Linked DNA regions of Mus musculus: regions 1, 3, 4, 5 and 6 are each linked to region 2. Evidence: chromatin contacts called from public ChIA-PET, HiChIP or PLAC-seq, Micro-C and promoter capture Hi-C data. All regions are on one chromosome and are shown on one strand. Each heading gives the region's core, a stretch centred on a gene start, on an enhancer-like site or on the middle of the called end of the contact. The rest is flanking DNA. Distances are from core to core; before and after follow the strand shown.

Region 1 (2,763 bases), core at 57-2,556, 320 kb after region 2:
ACTAGGATTAAGAGGCTTGAATCTGGCCTTGGAAAGTTTGATCAGTTCTATTATCAGTTGGACATCTCAGTTATTCACTTAATCACATATTCAAGGAATTTTTACCAATAAATACTGAGAGTCAAAACGTGACCTTGTGGCCGGGCGTGGTGGCGCACAACTTTAATCCCAGCACTCGAGGCAGAGGCAGGCCGATTTCTGAGTTTGAGGCCAGCCTGGTCTACAAACTGAGTTTTGAGAGAAACCCTGTCTCAAAAAAACAAACAAAAACAAACCAACCAACCAACCAAACAAACAAACAACCAAAATGACCTTGTCCTTGCTAGAAACAAACACCAAGGATCCTGAGTGTCGTGGACACAATGAGTCATATGAAGCGTCTGTCCTTACTGGAGTTCCTAGTTCAACAATTAGCAGCAACCTACCTGAATCAGAGTAGCACCCGTGTTAAAGAATGACAGCCCAGCCGTGGTTTTTGCTTAATTCCGTTTCTTTAGACTAACTTGATAAAGGATGTTCACAGAGATGGAGAAATCCCCATGAAAGTCACCCACCGGCAAGGGCAATAAAGGGAAAACTTTGAATGTGGTGGTCTGTGTTTGTAATACTCGGCATTTGGGAAGTGAAAACAGGTAGATCAGACTTCCTTGAGACCCTGTCCACTCAACAGAACCAACAACCAAAAATAAAACAAGAATAGAGAGGGAAGGAAGGGGAAAGAAAAAAAGCAAATTCAGAAAGTGTCGATGGTGTCTACCTAGACGGTTAATCTACTGCTTTCTGAATGGAGCAGTGATTCAAACTGAGAGGTAGGAACCCCAGTCAGGTGGCAATAATAGGTAAGATTGCTGGACATTATTGAAGGTGATTTGATAAATCTCAGGTGACGAATACAATATTTTTCTTTTAAACGCAAACGGACCAAACATCAACGGGCTAGTTTCCAAACCTGCAGTGTCCTACTTTTGTAGACTGAGTAAGGAATACCAGCACGCGCCTGGAATCCAGCACTTTGACATTTGAAGCAAAAAGAAAGGCCACGAGTTCGAAGCCACCTGGGCTGCGTATCCTGTTATTAAACAAACAAACCCCACCACTACCCATCAATTTCCTAGACTGTAGAGTTATGTTCTAAGTAACAGTCGACTTCGCCTTTCCAGTCAAAAAAGAAAACAAAACTACGAAAACTCCCTACAATCCTTGAAAGTGGAGGTGGGCGGCGCGGGATTCGCGCGGTACTTTGGGATCTGTAGTTTCTGGCCGACTCTTAATCCCAAGGTGCCCTGCGGCGGGTCGTCGCGTCTGCGCAGTGCAGGCGGCGGGCCGCGCAGAGTGAGAGGCTCTTTTGTTCGGCTGAGGGGAGGGCCGTTAGCGGGGCCTGCGGTACGCCGCTTCAGCGGGACGGTCGACTTGTGGCCACACGGCTCTTTGCTCCTCTGGGCGCGCTACTCCCCTCGGACCGCCCGACGCAACGCGCGAGTAGCGCGGCACCGATTCCTCTCGGACTCTCGGGCGCTGCTACGAGGTGAAGAGGCGGGCTGGAGGCGGGGTGTGTGGGGGGAGGGGACGCGGCAACGGCGGGAGGCCGCGGACCAGCGCGGGCCGCTAACGGAAGAGCGGAGACCGAGGAATGGGGGGCGCGCCCCGGCCCAGCGCCCGCCGGGTCCGCTTCCCGCGCAGAGCTCGCGGGTTGCGGGAGTGTGGAGAGGGCGGGGCAGCGAATCCAGAGCCCGGGAGCCGAGTGGTTCGCGATGAGCGGAGCCAGCGGAGGGTTAGCTTTTCAAGAACTGGACCAAGAGCGTTTGACCCGAGTGAGGGACTCTAGAGTTGGGCGGGAGAAAGAAAACTTTGGGACGTCCATAAGGGGGACAGGTGCTTTTGGGTGTGCGTGGCAGGGACCACGACTTCGTACTCTCGAGGTTTAGAAATGTAACCTGAGAAAGCGGACACGGTGGCAATCGCAAGCAACCCCCGTAGCACTTGGAGGAAAGAGAGAAAAAGTAACCTGAGGATATTGGGTCCAGTTGCCACTATCAGAGAAGTTTCTCTTGCCAGAGTTAAGAAGAAGTAACTTCCAATAAACTTGAACAGGAGGATTTGGGCAGCTCACGGTGTGCTAGCGGGGAAGAGATTTGTTGAATCCGTCTAGGGGTGGGGGTGGGGGGTCAGGCATTTTCTTGACCTTGTCTAAAAGTGGAGTTGCTGGGATAGGTAGGGTAGAAGTCTAGAGTGACTGGTCAAATGTGGAAGAAAATAAAGGGTCCCTGGGGATGTAACTTAGTTGGTAGAATGTTTGCCTAGCCCACTGCACAGGCCTGAATTCAATCCTCTGTACCTTATAAATTCGGGCTGGGCTTGATGGCATTCATGTAGCCCTTGGGAGCGGAAACAGGACGATCAGGAGTTTAAAGCCTTGCCTGGCCACCAGGGGAGTCAAGAAAGGGTGAAAAGGCCACTTTGTGCCTTGTAATGGGTCTTCAGTGTGAGTTGGGAGGCTGTGGAAGAACACGTGTAAGGCAAGACTCATCCAATGAAAGAGATCTGTTCTTTGTGCGTAAGCCTGGGGGCCTCAGTTTACCTCTCAGGATCCAGGTAAAGGTGGAAAGAGCGAGCAGACTTCACAGAATTGCCCTCTGAGCTACAAATTAGGGAAATGGCAGGGACCCTCGAAAGCAGGTGCATGCCCACCGGCAGCGAGAATATTTTTATTTAAAAAGCAGTATAGAAATATAGAACTCATTTCGGTGTGTGGTACTGAGGACC
Region 2 (3,007 bases), core at 102-2,601:
GAAGCAACACCATGGATTTGGGTTCTCTGGTGACCCCGACCGGGTTCTATCCCTTCAGTTCAATTTATTGCAACTTATAGGTGGGTTGTGAGGCCCTGAAACCAAGACCACTCCTTCTCAGGCGTCAGGACATGCTAAAGGCCACCAAAGTCCTTAAAAGTGAGGGTTCCTAAACTTGAGACTGCATCTTCCTGGGGTGTGTGCACACACTTATTCCAGGAGACATATACACCTGCCCTGTGCCCTTCTGAACGGTTTCTTGTCTTTGCTCTGCCTTCTACATTGAGATCAATATTATCTCCACCCCCAGGCAGATTAACAAATCGCTTACCTTCCTCCCTTCATGTGTTCCAGGACCACTCCCAATCCTTCTTACCTATTATGGGGATAGAATAGAATGAGAGAGGGAGAGAGGGAGAGAGGGAGAGAGAGAGAGAGAGAGATATGCAGGGGTCACATAATTACAGATAATTTTCTACCTGCAAAGTCTCCCCACCCTTGTAAAACCCCGGAGTCTGGTATTTAATACCAACAGGCATGCGCCAGTCCTCCTCTTGCTCTTTCGTATACCGTCCATGCTGCTCTACTTTCTTCAAGGCCTGTTGTACTATAAAATACCAATCAAATAAACAACCTTTGAGTACTTGTTCACTCACAAGCGGTCCACAAAAATAACAAAGGGTTCCACGTACCACTGCCCAAGTTCGTGCTGTAGCAACATCTTTGGTACCTACTACCACCCAAACTTGATCACTGACTGGCTGTACTTTGAGCGGGGAAGGGCACAGCCCTGTGATCTCGTTGATCACTTTCTTCCTTCCTCTGTTCCGAGAAAGAGCTGTTTCCCACCTTCTCTCAGCCTTTCACCTCCAGAGGGAAGGACATTCCCTCCGTGTCTCTCCATGGGTATTGCCTCTGATGCTGAGTCTTTCAAATGTTGGCGATCGGCATTGTCGCTGGGACTCCAGATTTTAATTTCTAACCAGCAGGGCTTTCCCCGACAGTGCGCTGGATCAGAACTGAGGCACTATATCTTTGGCAAGGACCAAGCTCTTTCTTGGATTCTGCCTCTGCACCCCAGTCCAGGAACAGCCATGGCCTTTTAAACCTACAGCCCCAAGGTCAAACTGCTCAGTGTTTAGATGTTTCCGCCAAAACCTAGCCTCCAAGGCTCTTGGGAATCTAGGCAATTTTTTGGTGAGGGGCTCAAAGGGCCACGCCATTGACTTTGCGTGCCACCTCAGTGGCACCAGTGCACCTGCGCCCGGGGTCCCGGGCTCCCGCCGCCGGCTGCGCGCGCCGCTTCCTGAGCGCGCGACCGGCGGCCCCGCCCAGCGCCTCCCCCCCCCCCCCAGGCGACAGCCGAGGTACAGGTGCCTGGGGTGCAGCTCGCTGCGCCCGCCGTCCGAGCAGGCACACGTCCCTTATCCCGCCTTCTGCTGCGGCCGCCCACTCGCTTCGCCAAATGCAGGCTGTCGCCCTCCCGGAGGAGATCTGTTGGCTCCTGGAAGGTAACTAACTCCTGGTTCAGTGCCAGACCTCTGTCCTGACCCATCCCGTCCGGGAGGGCCTCTCAGTGCTGGGCTGAAGGCAAGAAAGGAGACACTAGGGTACTAGTTCTTTAGCCTGGTCACTTACCTACTATAAGTTCCAGGCTTCCAGAGTCCTTAATCCCCCAATTGTCCCCAAAGCCCTAGCCTCTCTCTCATCCTCAAGGTCCCCACCTCTCCCTTGAGTTACATATTTTCTGTTCCTTCTAGGCATCTGTATCACTTCCAGATGCATCAACACTTCCAGGTCTCTAAGGTCTTACGGGTCAGTTCATGGCCTCCCTTGACACCTTGCTTGGTCTTGAACCTGTCACCCCGGGAAATCCCTGAGGTGTGCAGTGATTAGGTCTCATCCTTCCCAGTCCTGACTCCTCACCTTGTGGAAGACCCACACCTTTCTGGGTAGACATCTCCTAGGCACACAGTAGGGCTCTGGAGATTTATGGTCTTTGGGCCAAGCCTGGTGGTTAGGGGACGTCTTATAAGTGTGAGAGTCATTTCCTAACCTGAAGACTTCTAGGGGTGTCATAAACCTCAGAGTATGGTGTCCTTCCCTTCCCTAAGTGTCCTGTTGTGATGGTTTCACCTTTAAAACTGTCCTTTACAGTTAAGGTCACACTTTCCGACACTCAACATACACTCCGAAGAGACTTCCCTGATGGACGGTATCTTGTGCTTGGCTCCCATGGTGAAAATCAGTTTTACTCATTTTCCTATGACTGCCCTTCCCTTCCTGGGAGGACAGAAACCTGGAATCTGCAGTTGCATAAGGGTCTCAAGAGGAAACCGCTCAGAATTAAGCCTTTCGGCATCCAGGCGACACATCTGACACATCGTTAACAGATGGCCTGCTTTGGGCAGGTCATGATTTTGGCAAGCTGCATTCTTTCCAGTTTCTCTCAATTTAATTGGTTTTATATCTCCATTACCTTGTTATCTTGGGTATAAATGCCTCCTAATCAAGGATTTGGCCAGTGCTTTTGGATTCTGTCTGTAGCCCTGTTTCTATTCTGGATAGCGTCTCTGTAAGAGTTGGCGGCTATGTGTTTCTTTTGAGGCGATGTTTCAAAAATCTATTTTAGAAAAAGGTTTTTATCTATTTTTGGAGTGTATTGTGTGGGTGTGCATGTGCCACAGCCTGTTTGTGGAGTTCGGGTGGCAACTGTTGGGAGTTGGCATTCATCTTGCATCTTCTGGTGATGGGGATAGAACTCATGTCTTCAGGCTTGGTGGCAAGCACCTTTAGTCACCACCACCCTCTCTTGTACTTAGGGGATTGAATCTAGAACCTTACACAGGGTCATTAGACATTCCACTACTGAGCTATGTTCTCTAAATTATCTAAAAATCCACTTAGCTTGTAAACCAAGAAACTGTAGAAATAAAGTTATTTGGAAGATAGAAGAAATCACCAGGCATCTAACGAGATTTAGCCAGTGCTGGTTCAATATTAGGTA
Region 3 (2,739 bases), core at 67-2,566, 270 kb before region 2:
TTGAATCTACAGCACAATAGGCCCCAACAGAGGGCCTCGGACAATTCTAGCAGTTGGGGTAGTTCACTCTCTCTCTCCTCCTCTTTAACTTCCAAGGAAATTTAAAGAGGCAGCTAGGGGGTCCTGAGCTTTCTAGTCCCTCAGTCCTGTGGAAGTGTGCTGGGGCCAGGGTTCGGTTCCTGGACTTTCCGGCCTAGAGAGCGGCACCAAAGAGCAGAAAGGCCCCCACACAGACCAAGCTCCTGCAATCTTGGGACCCAGGATCCCCACAGGTGGGGATGGCCACGAAACCAGCCTTGGCTCCCCCAGACTGCAGATTCCAGAAAAAGGGATACAATCTTGACCCCCCCTTCCCATTTGTGATGTTTCAACCTCTCCCTCTCTCCCTCTCCCTTTTTTCCTCTCTTCCTTTCTCCTCCCTCTCTGCCTACCCCCCCCCCCCCCGCCAGCCTTCCTTTTCCACACCGAGTCTATTCCTTCAAGTAAAGCCCCTGTACGCCTGTGTCTCTTGGTCTCTTTCTCCACCCTTAAACGGAAATCCAGACCCCCTTCCCAGACATTGGCTCTATTTCCCCTTCAGATCCGGACACTGCGTTCCCTGAGCCAAGCACTGCACGTTTTCAACGTTCCTTCGTGTCCCCCGCCCCTTGGCTCCGCCTCATCCCCATTGGGGCCTCCGGGCTTTCAGTGTTGTGACTAGGCAGGGTCCTTGGGGGACAGACCTGGAAGGCACTTGCCTGGGCGCAGTGTATTAGGGACAGAAAGGATATCTACAATGAGCTACGGTGGCTAGTACCCAGCCTCCAAGCACAGAGCTCCCTGACGCCTACAGTTCTCATTCCCATCTCAGAAGCATTCCCGGGTTCTCCTTTGAGGCAGCCCGAAGTGGCCTCCCAGCCCTTCCCCCGACTCCCCTCATCCCCAGGAGATGGACACTTTATTGGGAGAGCTTTTTATTCTCTCGTTAAACCTGCCAAAGCGCAGAAGACTGGGAGCCAGGAAGAGAGAGAGAGAGAGAGAGAGAGAGAGAGAGCGCAGGCAGAGACCCGAGACAGCAGGCAGAAGCAGAGACACATATAGAGACAGAGACACAGAACACATACAGATAAAGACAGAGACACACATACAAAAAGAAAAAGAGACAGGCGGAGAGGAAGAGAAGGGAAGAGAGGAGGCGGAGCCGGGCTCCCCGTCCCTTCTCCCCCTGCAATTTCTGCGGGAGGATTTTATGAGCCTCTCTCCCCCAGGCCACAGCCAATCAGCGCTCATGCCCGGGCTCTTGCGTCTCTTGCGTCAAGACGGCCCAGCCAGGCGAATGCAGGCGCCGTTCGAGCTGGGAGCGATTTAAAACGCTTAGGATTCCCTGGGCCTGGGTGGGGAGAGACAGCTTGCTGCCCCCTAGAACCCTCACCCTCGGCTCCCCATGAGCCGATCATTGGCTCCATGGAGCCCGGCAATTATGCCACCTTGGACGGGGCCAAGGATATCGAAGGCTTGCTGGGAGCTGGAGGGGGTCGGAATCTAGTCTCCCACTCCTCCCCACTGGCTAGCCATCCCGCGGCTCCAACGCTGATGCCAACTGTCAACTATGCCCCCCTGGATCTGCCAGGCTCTGCAGAGCCACCAAAGCAGTGCCACCCTTGTCCTGGGGTGCCTCAGGGGGCATCTCCAGCTCCTGTGCCTTATGGCTACTTTGGAGGCGGGTACTACTCTTGCCGAGTATCCAGGAGCTCCCTGAAACCCTGTGCCCAGACGGCCGCCCTGGCTACCTACCCTTCGGAAACTCCTGCACCTGGGGAGGAGTATCCCAGCCGTCCCACCGAGTTTGCCTTCTATCCGGGCTACCCGGGACCATACCAGCCTATGGCCAGTTACCTGGATGTGTCTGTGGTGCAGACCCTGGGAGCCCCCGGAGAGCCTCGCCACGATTCTCTGCTTCCCGTGGACAGTTACCAGCCCTGGGCCCTGGCCGGTGGCTGGAACAGCCAGATGTGTTGCCAAGGTGAACAGAACCCACCAGGTCCATTCTGGAAAGCAGCGTTTGCAGGTAAGTTCTACTCTGGCTCCCCTTGGCTCAGCATGGGCTACGCTGGCACTTGCTGGGAAGGAGGAAGAGGAGAGGAAGGGAAACTTCGGGCTGATGAGGAGGGGCCTAGGGTTCCTGGGTTATTTACTAGGACTGTGAGGGAGGGTCCAGGCAACAAGAGGGCCTCAGAGGGTCAGAATAAGGGGCCTCAGCAGGGTGCTAGCCTTCCTGACTTCTCCAGGAGGCTCTAGGACCAGTCTTTGAATATGTCGGGAGAACCTTGGATCTCTGCTGTTGATTGGGGGCAAAGAGTCCCTACCCAGCACAATCCCAGACTAATTCTGCCCAAAGGCCAAATGACATAATCCAGTGGTCTCGAGAGTGGCATTGAGAGGTGGGATCGGAGATATTGGGTGTTTCCTCGAGAATATAACCCTTTCCTTTTTTTAGGTCAATTTCGAAAGGAAAATTTAGGTTTTCTTTGACTGAGGGTGTATTGAAGGGTGTGTTCGTGAGTGTGCGTGTAAGTGTGTGTGCATGGTGTTTGTGTGTGTATGTGTGTGTTGGGTAGGGAACAGAACCCTGTTTTCTCATGTACATAATTTGCCAGTTTGGAGGAGTGGCTGAATCCGAACACGCATGTGAAAGTGGATTGTGTGATTGTGGACAAAAACCTGACAGGGTGGGTGTGTTTGCAGACTCCTGGTGTGAGG
Region 4 (2,753 bases), core at 210-2,709, 270 kb after region 2:
GGGTCACCATATGGGTGCTGGAAATTGAAACCGGATCCTCTGGAATGGTAGGCAGTGCTCTTAACCATTGACCCAGATCTCCAGCCCTGTAATACACACACACACACACACACACACATACACGATACATTATATATATATATATATATATATATATACATACATACATAAATATAGTACATGATAGATAGATAGATAGATAGATAGATAGATAGATAGATAGATAAAGAAATGTACTTCATAGTTATCCAAACAGCCTACCACTTGTCCTATACTCAGGTAGGTTATTTGTGTAACCTTGAAAAAAAAAAAAAAGCCGGGCATGGTGGCACACACCTTTAATGCCAGCACTTGGGAGGCAGAGGCAGGTGAATTTCTGAGTTCGAGGCCAGCCTGGTCTACAGAGTGAGTTCCAGGACAGCCAGGGCTATACAGAGAAACCCTGTCTCGAAAAAAAAAAAAAACAAAAAAGAAAAAAGTCACTTAAACATTCTAGGCTTTAATGTCCTTATCTGTAAAAAGTAGGATAGTTTCCATTCATAGGGTTGTGGTCAGAGAATGTATGTTAAGGCATATTTACCCCTTAAGTAATGACAACTCCTATATTCTTCCTTCCCATCCACTAACACTACACCAAAAGGACCCTTTGTGTTGGGCATTTCCTTATGATTTCATTAAATCATTGATACAGTAGAGCAAAATGAGGGCCAGCAAGATGGCTCTGTGGTTGAAGATGCCTGCCACCACGCCTGCCCCTTGAGTTCCATCCCTGGGACCCACATGACAGGAAGAAAGAATCAACTCCCAGAAGTTGTCCCCTGAGCGACACATGCTTGCCTGTTGGCACATGCGCATGCACAAGCTGTGGCACTCACACGCACGCACACACATATAAACAAATTTAATTCCTTTTGGATATATATATATATATATATATATATATATATATATATGTAATGAGAAAAATGGTCATACACCAAGAACTTCTCAGAAGCTCCATCGGTTGAGACACAAAATAAAGTTCTCTCACGTAGGTAAGAACACTCACTACCCAGTGAAGAGGCCTATGTGGAAATCCACTGTGTCTTTGTGGTTTAGAAATATCATCACTGACACCAGAAAGTCTCCAAAGCTCTCTTCCAGAAGAGGCCTGAGCCAAGTACCCATCTCAGGAGCAGTAACAAGGACACAGCAGCAGAGAGCCCTCCCGCGGACCGCCCCTCAGCACATCCAAACATTCCGAGGCCCCATGCCGCTTCATGCCCACTTAACTCGCTGACTTCTAATTTGGATCTTAAAATATATTAGAGAAAGATTTTAATAACGAAGCGGATGTGAACATCCAGCGGATGTTCCTGCACTCCTTTTGGGCCCAGAGATTTCTGAGCGGCTTTTGCTGGTAAGAGCCTCTCTTCCTCCCCCTGGAGGAGCCAGGACACAGCGCCAGACACAGCAGGGCGGTTTAGCGCTTTTCAGTGGCTCCAGATTGTGGCGCTGGTGCAGGTCTCCTCATACGTAACGGATCACTCCTGAGAGCCTGCCCCTCGTAAATTACTTCCCACGATGCCGGCGACCACCGCAGAATTCGAGTTTGAACAGAGAAGAGAAAAGGTGTTTGAGAGGCCTGTTCACTCGGCTGCATTTTAATTTCCTTTTCAATCTTGTCCCAATTAATTTCACAGAATTAATCTCACAGAAGCAAACTCGGCGGCACTGAGGCTGTGTGGTTTTAGTGTGGCGGTCGCTCTGCCTGAACATGAAATAGGAGCTAATATAAAAATCCATCTGCTGTGTTTGAAATACACACCGGCTGCCGCTCGGTCCTGTCCGACATTCCAAGCATCAACAGCAGGGGGGAAAGTGATTTGGGGGTTAGTGACCATCAGTACCTGGCAGGGGTTCAACAACAGGTGTACTCCAAAAATCCATTCTGTCTGAGCACCATGCATGACAGGGCAGGTGCTGAATCACTCTCGGGGCGAGGACATGGTGTCCTGGCTTAGCTCCTTGTATGTGAGGGCTGCAAGGGCCCTCTGGAATCCACTCTCCGGCCTCTTAAAGGATAAGTAAGATGCCTCTGTTTGGATTAGAGAAGTCACAAGTTTCCTGTCAGGGAAGTGGCCTGACTTCCAGCCAGCAAGGTTTTCCCTTAGAAAACATTCCTTCTAAATAGCATAGGTGCTTCTGCTGTCTGAGATACCACATCACTGAATGGCCAATGGGAAACAGATCAGTTCTAGAACTGATTTATGGCAGTAACATGAGCGGCCCAGCAAATAAAAAGGAGAAACTTTGTAGGGTGTAGAGGCTCACACCTTTAATCCCTGCAGACTGAGGCAGAAGCAGGTAGATCTCTCTGTTGAGTCCAAAGCAGCCTGGTGTACATAGCAAGTTCTGAGCCGGCCAGGGACATATATTGAGACTGTCTCAAAAACCGAAAGGAAAAACACAGTTAACTGGAAACTAGAAGAGCCACATACCCCTTGCCTCCTGTGGAGGTAAACTGAGCCAGAAGGATGCATCTCTGAAGCTTGGGTTGTGTCCTTCACTGATAAGGCTCTAAGGCCTTATTTCTTTGGGAATCAGCATTGGAGCAACAAGTTGGGCATTCCTTAGGGTTGATACGTGATGGCTTAGCCAGGACAGGAAGGTCTTTTCAGGGCTCTGCAGTGCCCGTCTTTGGGCTGACATCTTAGCTGGTGGAAACAGTGTATCATGAGGCTCTTCATGTGGGTAGATGGACTTTCTATGAA
Region 5 (2,796 bases), core at 37-2,536, 480 kb after region 2:
CGGCCCAGTAAGTCCCTGAGTCTCCTAAGGAGGAAGGGATGAACCAGGGCTGGAGTGTGCTGAAGTTCCTGTGGGTCACCTCATTCTTTTTCATGAAGTAGTTCTAAGGTTTCACAAGAGCCTACATCTCAGTCAAGCACTCCTGCAGATGTTCACGGATAAGCACACTTGGCCACTGTAGCTCTGGATCCCAATCCCAGAACTGATCTCTTGGTCCCTGACCTGAGTGGGGAGAAGATCATGATGAGGGAGGTTAAAACGAAGAGCTTCCAGGTTAGCCTTGAACTCACTGTGTAGCCGGACCCTGAACTCTGGATCCACTGTGCCTAGTTCATTTGGTGCCAAAGGTGGAACCCAGAACCCTCATACACACCAGGCAAGACTCCACAACACTCAGCTACAAGCCCAGCTTCCGCTCCTTTATAAATTTATATCACGTTTATGACTGTTTTAAGCATTTTACAAATGCCTAAATATAGACTGGTAAAGACATCTACCACGAAACCTGACAACCTGAGTTCATTCCTGGTGACCTACGACATGGTGGGAAAAAAAAAAAAACAAAAACAAAAACCAAAAAACTCCTGAAAGTTGTCGCCTGTCATACATGTATAAACACATGTACACTCTAAATGTATAAAAATGTAAAAAATGAGAAAACCCCCAAACCCACAGCATCCTTGTGAAGTAGGTATCACCACTTTACAGGTGGATAAACTGAGGCCCAAAGAGCATAAATTGTCCACAGCGAGACAGTCAGAAAAGGGCTGGGTTCCAACACAGGTGGGTTCTGATGTCAAGGGGTCTATGAGTACACGTTAATCCACGGTTCCCCTGAGGCCCTCCCCAGTAGCTGTCTCTGAAACCCTCTTCTCCCATCAGGGTGACCCCTAAATCCCGTTGCCTTGTAAGTGGCCCCTGAAAGCACAAGGCGCTCCTCCAACCCTTTGCTAATTTAGGGACACCCCCTTTCCGTGTCCCGGCGGCAGCGGCAGCACCTCTCGATCCCCGCGGTAACTCTTGCGCATTGGTCCCAGGTCCATGACTGCACCCCGACAGCACAGGTGACGGAGGTAGCCCGTCCACTTCGCAGGTCTCCTGAACGTCACAGTGACGCTCAGCAGCCCGCACGTCATGTAAGCAGTCGGCCACGTGACCCAGCGTCGCCTGGCCCTGGGTTCGGAACCAATTGCTCAGCCTGTGTGTCTAGCCTGGGAAGGAAGAATTTACTAGAGCCCCAGACAAGCTAGTAAGTCCTAAGTTCTCGGAACCAAGGTGCCTAGGATCAACCAATAGCTGTCCAGGACCAGAGCAGGGATCCATACCTGGAGAGCTTATTGGTTTGAGTTACCTGGAGCGAGACCAATTAGAGCGGGAATGAAGGAACCCAGCAGCCAATGGGCAGCGCCTCCAGGGGCGGGAGCAGAGAGACAAGGAAATGCTGTCACCGCCGTTTAAGAAGCACGTGGAGGTTTGTTAAAGGTATAGGGACAGCAGCCAAGGCGAGGGCGGGGCGAAGTCTCGGGGCTGGAGAGGAGAGGTCCGCAGTAAGTGGCCGGCCAGTGGCGGGCTACTGAAGAAGAACGTAGGGCAGGGATCCCCTCCTGGCGCAGCGGAGGTTGGAAGACTGGGCAAGAAAACATGGTTTGGGGGCCGGACTCGGAAGCAAAGGTGTTAGGGACACAGGGAGAGACTGAGGGAGAAGATTGTGGCTTGAGAGTAAGGAGAGACTGAAACTGCCTTGTAAACCGCAGGGCAGGTGCTGAGGGTCGTGGTGGTGGGCTGATACTCTGGGGACTGGGGAAGCACTCTGGGGTCAGGAAGGAGACTCTGAGGCGAGAAGGGAGTCAGCTGAATAGAAAGAAGACAGAAATTGGAATCAGGCTACCCCAGAGCAGAATGGTCTTCCCTTCTAACTTGTAACCCTTTCCTAAGGGTTGGGCTGGGCTCAGGGCATCCTATACCCAATGCAGTGGAGTTACTACTAGCCACTGCTCTAACAGATGGAAGGGCTGTCCCTTTCCTAAACCTCTTTCAACTTGGTTATTTCCTCCTTTTCATATTTCTTCTTGTTGTTGTTGCTGTTTTTATTTCTTTGTTGTTCCTTTCTAGGTAGTGGGAGGCATAGTTTTTGGCAATAGCCAGCCAAGGATACAGGGAACAGGTGCGGCGCCTGCACGCTGACTTCACGTGGTGGATGTCTGGCTGAGAGAGAAGTAGGAAATCCTCACAACGCTTCTTCCAGCTTTGATCTGCCTGGGGCAGCCCGTGGTGGAAGATGACTCTGTAGCCCTGGTGTCTACCAGTATCCGGAGTGGGAGCCCCAAGAGCCATGTAGACAGGCACCCAGCACTGTGCCAGGTAAGAGACCTTCTTGGCCTGCCTTGGTGTCTGCAGTGGGAACTCATTATCCTCTGTCTACAGCTTGAGCCAGCGCAATCTGCTGCACAGAAGCAAGAGGAAGGAAGCTTGCTGAGAAAAGTGGTGCATGCCTGCCGGTTGTCTCAGCACTTAGACTAAGGCCAGCCTTGGCTACATAGTAAACGTGAGGCTAGCCTAGAATTTTTGGTGCATTGTCGTTTTCTCCCATGAGCAGGATGGGGAGAGTCGTCTGGCTCTTGCAGTGGACTGTAGTAGTTAGTCATCAGCATCCCTTATAAGGTCCACTCTCTTTTTCTATTCCCGGGGCTGCTCTTTCTTTGGAGCAAGAGCTTCCTAGGTACTGAGACTTCCAAGACAGGATCATGAGCTGGGTGTGGCGCCACACAGCTGGGACTCCAGCCCTTGGGAGGCAGA
Region 6 (2,792 bases), core at 262-2,761, 390 kb after region 2:
GAGGATATTCAAGATGAAACTTTCAAGCCACTAAGATCACTCGGTAGATAAACGCACTTGCCATCAAGCCAGACAATGTAAATCCAACTCACAGGACCTAGACGGTAGATGGAGAGAAGTGACTCCTTTAAGCTGTCCTCTGATCGCCACGTGAGCCCTGTGTCACACCCTCCCCTCATCAATAATTACTAAGTAAAATAAAAGCGTAAACAAAAGGATCAGTAAGAGTAATTGTTAAAAAACAAAAAAAGGTGAAAGTTGGAAAGAGAAGTCTTAAGCAGAAGGAAGTCTGGTGTGAGCGACTGTGATGTTCTACACTGAGGCTGTCAAGGGCAGAATGGGAAAACCCGTGGAACCCTCCTACCCAACTAATTAGCCCAACCAGCTTGAAAAGGTCACACGAAGTCTGACTCCTCTCAATGGGTATGTCTGAAAACACCTCCCTAGGCACGGTGACTTCTGACATACAATGAGAGCGCTGGCTCGAGTATAAGACACATCTGTCAGTGTTGTGAATGGCTGGCTGCCCAAGCACCAGTAACTACCTCACTGTATGTGGTCATACTCTGGCCGGGTTAGTCCACAGGCTCAAGCTGGACTTCAGGTGTGTTGTGACCCTACTGGCTTCATCCACCTCTGGGTCTTGAAAAATGTCTGGCGGAGGTGTCCTTCAGCCCATGGTTCTTTTCCCCAGGTACTATGAGGGGAAGCGGGGAACTCTTCCGAGTGGAGAGGTCTCACTGACAGGCTCTGTCTTGAGATCAAAAAGGTGACTTGAGGAGCTGGAGAGATGGCTCAGTGGTTAAGAGCCCTGGCTGCTCTTCCAGAGGTCCTGAATTCTATTCCCAGCAACCACATGGTGGCTCACAACTATCTATAATGGGATCTGATGCCCTCTTCTGGTGTGTCTGAAGACAGCGACAGTGTACTCACATTAAAAAAAAAAAAAAAATCTCAAAAATTAAAAAAAAGAGAGTTCTTCAGCACTCGGGAGGCAGAGGGAGGCGGATTTCTGAGTTCGAGGCCAGCTTGGTCTACAAAGTGAGTTCCAGGACAGCCAGGGCTGTATAGAGAAACCTTGACTCGAAAAACCAAAAAAAAAAAAAAAAGAGAGAGAGAGAGAGAGTTCTTTTTTAAAAAAGTGACTTGAACTATTTGTTCCAATGATACCTACTAGGAGGTCCTGAGGACAAAGTGAACCTAAACTGAAATTTGGGCTGTCCCAGAACAGCCACATGGAGACCTCTGTGCACCAAAGCCACAGGCGCCCTAGGCCAGAAGAGGCAGTAAGTGGGAAGAAAAGAGTAGGCTCTGGTTCACCTGAAAGACTGGGAGGTGCACAGAGGAGCCCAGAGGGAAGAATCCAAGTAGGGAGACGAGGTTCTGCAACGACGTGGGGGTCGGGCAGAAAGCTCGCCCAGAGAGAGAGGACGCACACAGAGGCCAGCCACGCAGGACTGGGCGGAGGGGCGGCGTCGCGGGGGGCGGGCACGGGGCGGGGCGGCGCTGTCAGTGCAGGCAGCGAGCGGAATGCAGCGGCCGGAGGCCTGGCCACGTCCGCACCCGGGGGAGGGGGCCTCAGCCGCCCAAGCCGGGGGCGCAGCGCCGCCCACCCGAGCCACGGAACAGCGGGTAGGGAGCACGGAGTGTGGGGTCCAGGGGCAGCAGGATCGGTGGTCGGGGGCAACTGATTTACCTCGGGCTTCTAAGCTGGGAACTTTGTGCCACCACTGCCCAGCCCCGGAGAGGGAGCCCGGGCCCAGGAAGGGGAGAAAAAGTTTGTCCTGGAGCGCACGGGCGAGGAGGCCTTGCCTGAGTGGAGTGTCGCAGGAGGGGCTGAAGTTCTGGGGAACTCGCCGCAGTTATAACCGACTTGGGTGGCCGGGATGGAAGCGAGATTCTGGCGGGACGAGGGAGGAGTGGGAGTGGCGAGGTGGTCTGGTTGGGTTCCCTTGCTCCAGAATGATGGCCGCGCGCATCTGGAACTGGGGGTCAGCTGGACATAAGGAGGCTCGTCGCCGCTGTTCCCCGGGCCTAGGTTCTGTGATACACTCCGACTCGGGCTCTGGAGCAGTCAGTGCATGACAGAACTTGGGCCCGGTAGGACCTTCTGCACCCAGCGGACTCAGCGCCCACTCCTCGGACCTGCAGTGAAACATCTGTCTGGGAGTGGAGTGGGCACCGGAAATGGTCCATGTGGCACGGGGTTGGGCTGGAACCAGCTATGGGTTGGGGATTAGCTGGCTCCATAGAGCCCTGACTCGGTGTCCACTTTGAGTCAGGGGTTCCTTTCCCTTGTCACTTTCAGGAACCTTCTCTCTACACCATCAAGGCTGTCTTCATCTTAGATAATGACGGGCGAAGGCTGCTGGCCAAGGTAACCCCTCCCCGCTGGAACCTCGAAGACAGTGCCATATGTCCAAGACAAGCGGTCCCCACCCAGCCCTTTTAACTCCACCTATAGGAGAAACTCTGCATTTTGGGTGGCAGAACAGCCCAGCTTAGATTCTCTAGAGGTCACTTTGTCCACACTATGCTTTATCAGTCTAACAGCGAGGGGCTGGGTGCGTGAGTGGGGATCCCTTCGGTTTCTTTCTCATGTTCCCTGGCGAGTCTTCTCCTTGTCCTTGTCCTGGCCAGCTGCATCCTTGGCGTGGGACGCTCCACCAAAGGGATCAGTGGATAGTTGAGCCTGCGTCCTAGGGATCTGAGTTCCTAATCCGAGTAGACAAAGTCGCCTATGTGTATTTCAGCTAGGTAAACACGAAGGACTTAGCATAATAATGTAGTAG

What was found. Promoter capture Hi-C pulls out the DNA fragments that hold promoters and counts their contacts. Hi-C and Micro-C count contacts between places; a contact is called where the count stands out from the background. ChIA-PET counts read pairs in DNA pulled down with a chosen protein or histone mark. HiChIP or PLAC-seq counts read pairs in DNA pulled down with a chosen protein or histone mark.
Region 1: a contact with region 2 is called in a promoter capture Hi-C map of the HPC-7 cell line. The contact joins the promoter of Cbx1 here to the promoter of Skap1 in region 2. A contact is called at or near these places in 5 of 39 promoter capture datasets (the 3T3-L1 cell line, the HPC-7 cell line, cranial neural crest and 2 more) and 1 of 115 datasets of contacts at active chromatin or transcription factors (embryonic stem cells).
Region 3: a contact with region 2 is called in a Micro-C map of the G1E-ER4 cell line. The contact joins the promoter of Hoxb13 here to the promoter of Skap1 in region 2. A contact is called at or near these places in 3 of 39 promoter capture datasets (the 3T3-L1 cell line, stem cell-derived epiblast-like cells and trophoblast stem cells) and 1 of 484 Hi-C or Micro-C datasets (the G1E-ER4 cell line).
Region 4: a contact with region 2 is called in a promoter capture Hi-C map of hippocampal neurons, with 2.0 times the contacts expected there. The contact joins the enhancer-like site here to the promoter of Skap1 in region 2. A contact is called at or near these places in 6 of 39 promoter capture datasets (the C10 cell line, embryonic stem cells, hippocampal neurons and 3 more) and 1 of 115 datasets of contacts at active chromatin or transcription factors (embryonic stem cells).
Region 5: an RNA polymerase II ChIA-PET map of memory CD8 T cells shows a contact between it and region 2, with 19 read pairs. The contact joins the promoter of Pnpo here to the promoter of Skap1 in region 2.
Region 6: an H3K27ac HiChIP or PLAC-seq map of double positive thymocytes shows a contact between it and region 2, with 3 times the contacts expected there. The contact joins the promoter of Copz2 here to the promoter of Skap1 in region 2. A contact is called at or near these places in 4 of 39 promoter capture datasets (cranial neural crest, embryonic stem cells, hippocampal neurons and 1 more), 1 of 484 Hi-C or Micro-C datasets (Th1 cells) and 1 of 115 datasets of contacts at active chromatin or transcription factors (double positive thymocytes).

The regions. Positions count from the first base shown.
Region 1 is chr11:96,787,829-96,790,591 of GRCm38.p6, forward strand. Cbx1 (chromobox 1) reads left to right here and starts at 1,307. Exons shown (of 5, transcript NM_001362560.1): 1 at 1,307-1,525.
Region 2 is chr11:96,463,240-96,466,246 of GRCm38.p6, forward strand. Skap1 (src family associated phosphoprotein 1) reads left to right here and starts at 1,352. Exons shown (of 12, transcript NM_001177899.1): 1 at 1,352-1,511. The coding sequence starts at 1,466. Gm11529 (predicted gene 11529) reads right to left here and starts at 1,308. Exons shown (of 3, transcript NR_033524.1): 1 at 850-1,308; 2 at 332-376.
Region 3 is chr11:96,193,000-96,195,738 of GRCm38.p6, forward strand. Hoxb13 (homeobox B13) reads left to right here and starts at 1,317. Exons shown (of 2, transcript NM_008267.4): 1 at 1,317-2,047. The coding sequence starts at 1,444.
Region 4 is chr11:96,734,657-96,737,409 of GRCm38.p6, forward strand. All of the region lies in intron 10 of Skap1 (src family associated phosphoprotein 1), which reads left to right. Among named protein-coding and RNA genes, the nearest start is that of Snx11, 42 kb to the right of the region's middle. Within about 2 kb of position 1,460, at least 24 of the 459 cell types and tissues checked have an H3K27ac peak or open chromatin away from gene starts, as enhancers often do. A contact at or near this core is called in hippocampal neurons, where this site is marked.
Region 5 is chr11:96,942,733-96,945,528 of GRCm38.p6, forward strand. It overlaps Pnpo (pyridoxine 5'-phosphate oxidase), which reads right to left and starts at 1,287. Exons shown (of 7, transcript NM_134021.2): 1 at 999-1,287. The coding sequence starts at 1,136. D030028A08Rik (RIKEN cDNA D030028A08 gene) reads left to right here and starts at 1,414. Exons shown (of 6, transcript NR_003293.3): 1 at 1,414-1,482; 2 at 2,113-2,361.
Region 6 is chr11:96,848,365-96,851,156 of GRCm38.p6, forward strand. Copz2 (coatomer protein complex, subunit zeta 2) reads left to right here and starts at 1,512. Exons shown (of 9, transcript NM_019877.2): 1 at 1,512-1,632; 2 at 2,309-2,377. The coding sequence starts at 1,531. It overlaps Mir152 (microRNA 152), which reads left to right and starts at 2,029; the gene lies at 2,029-2,101.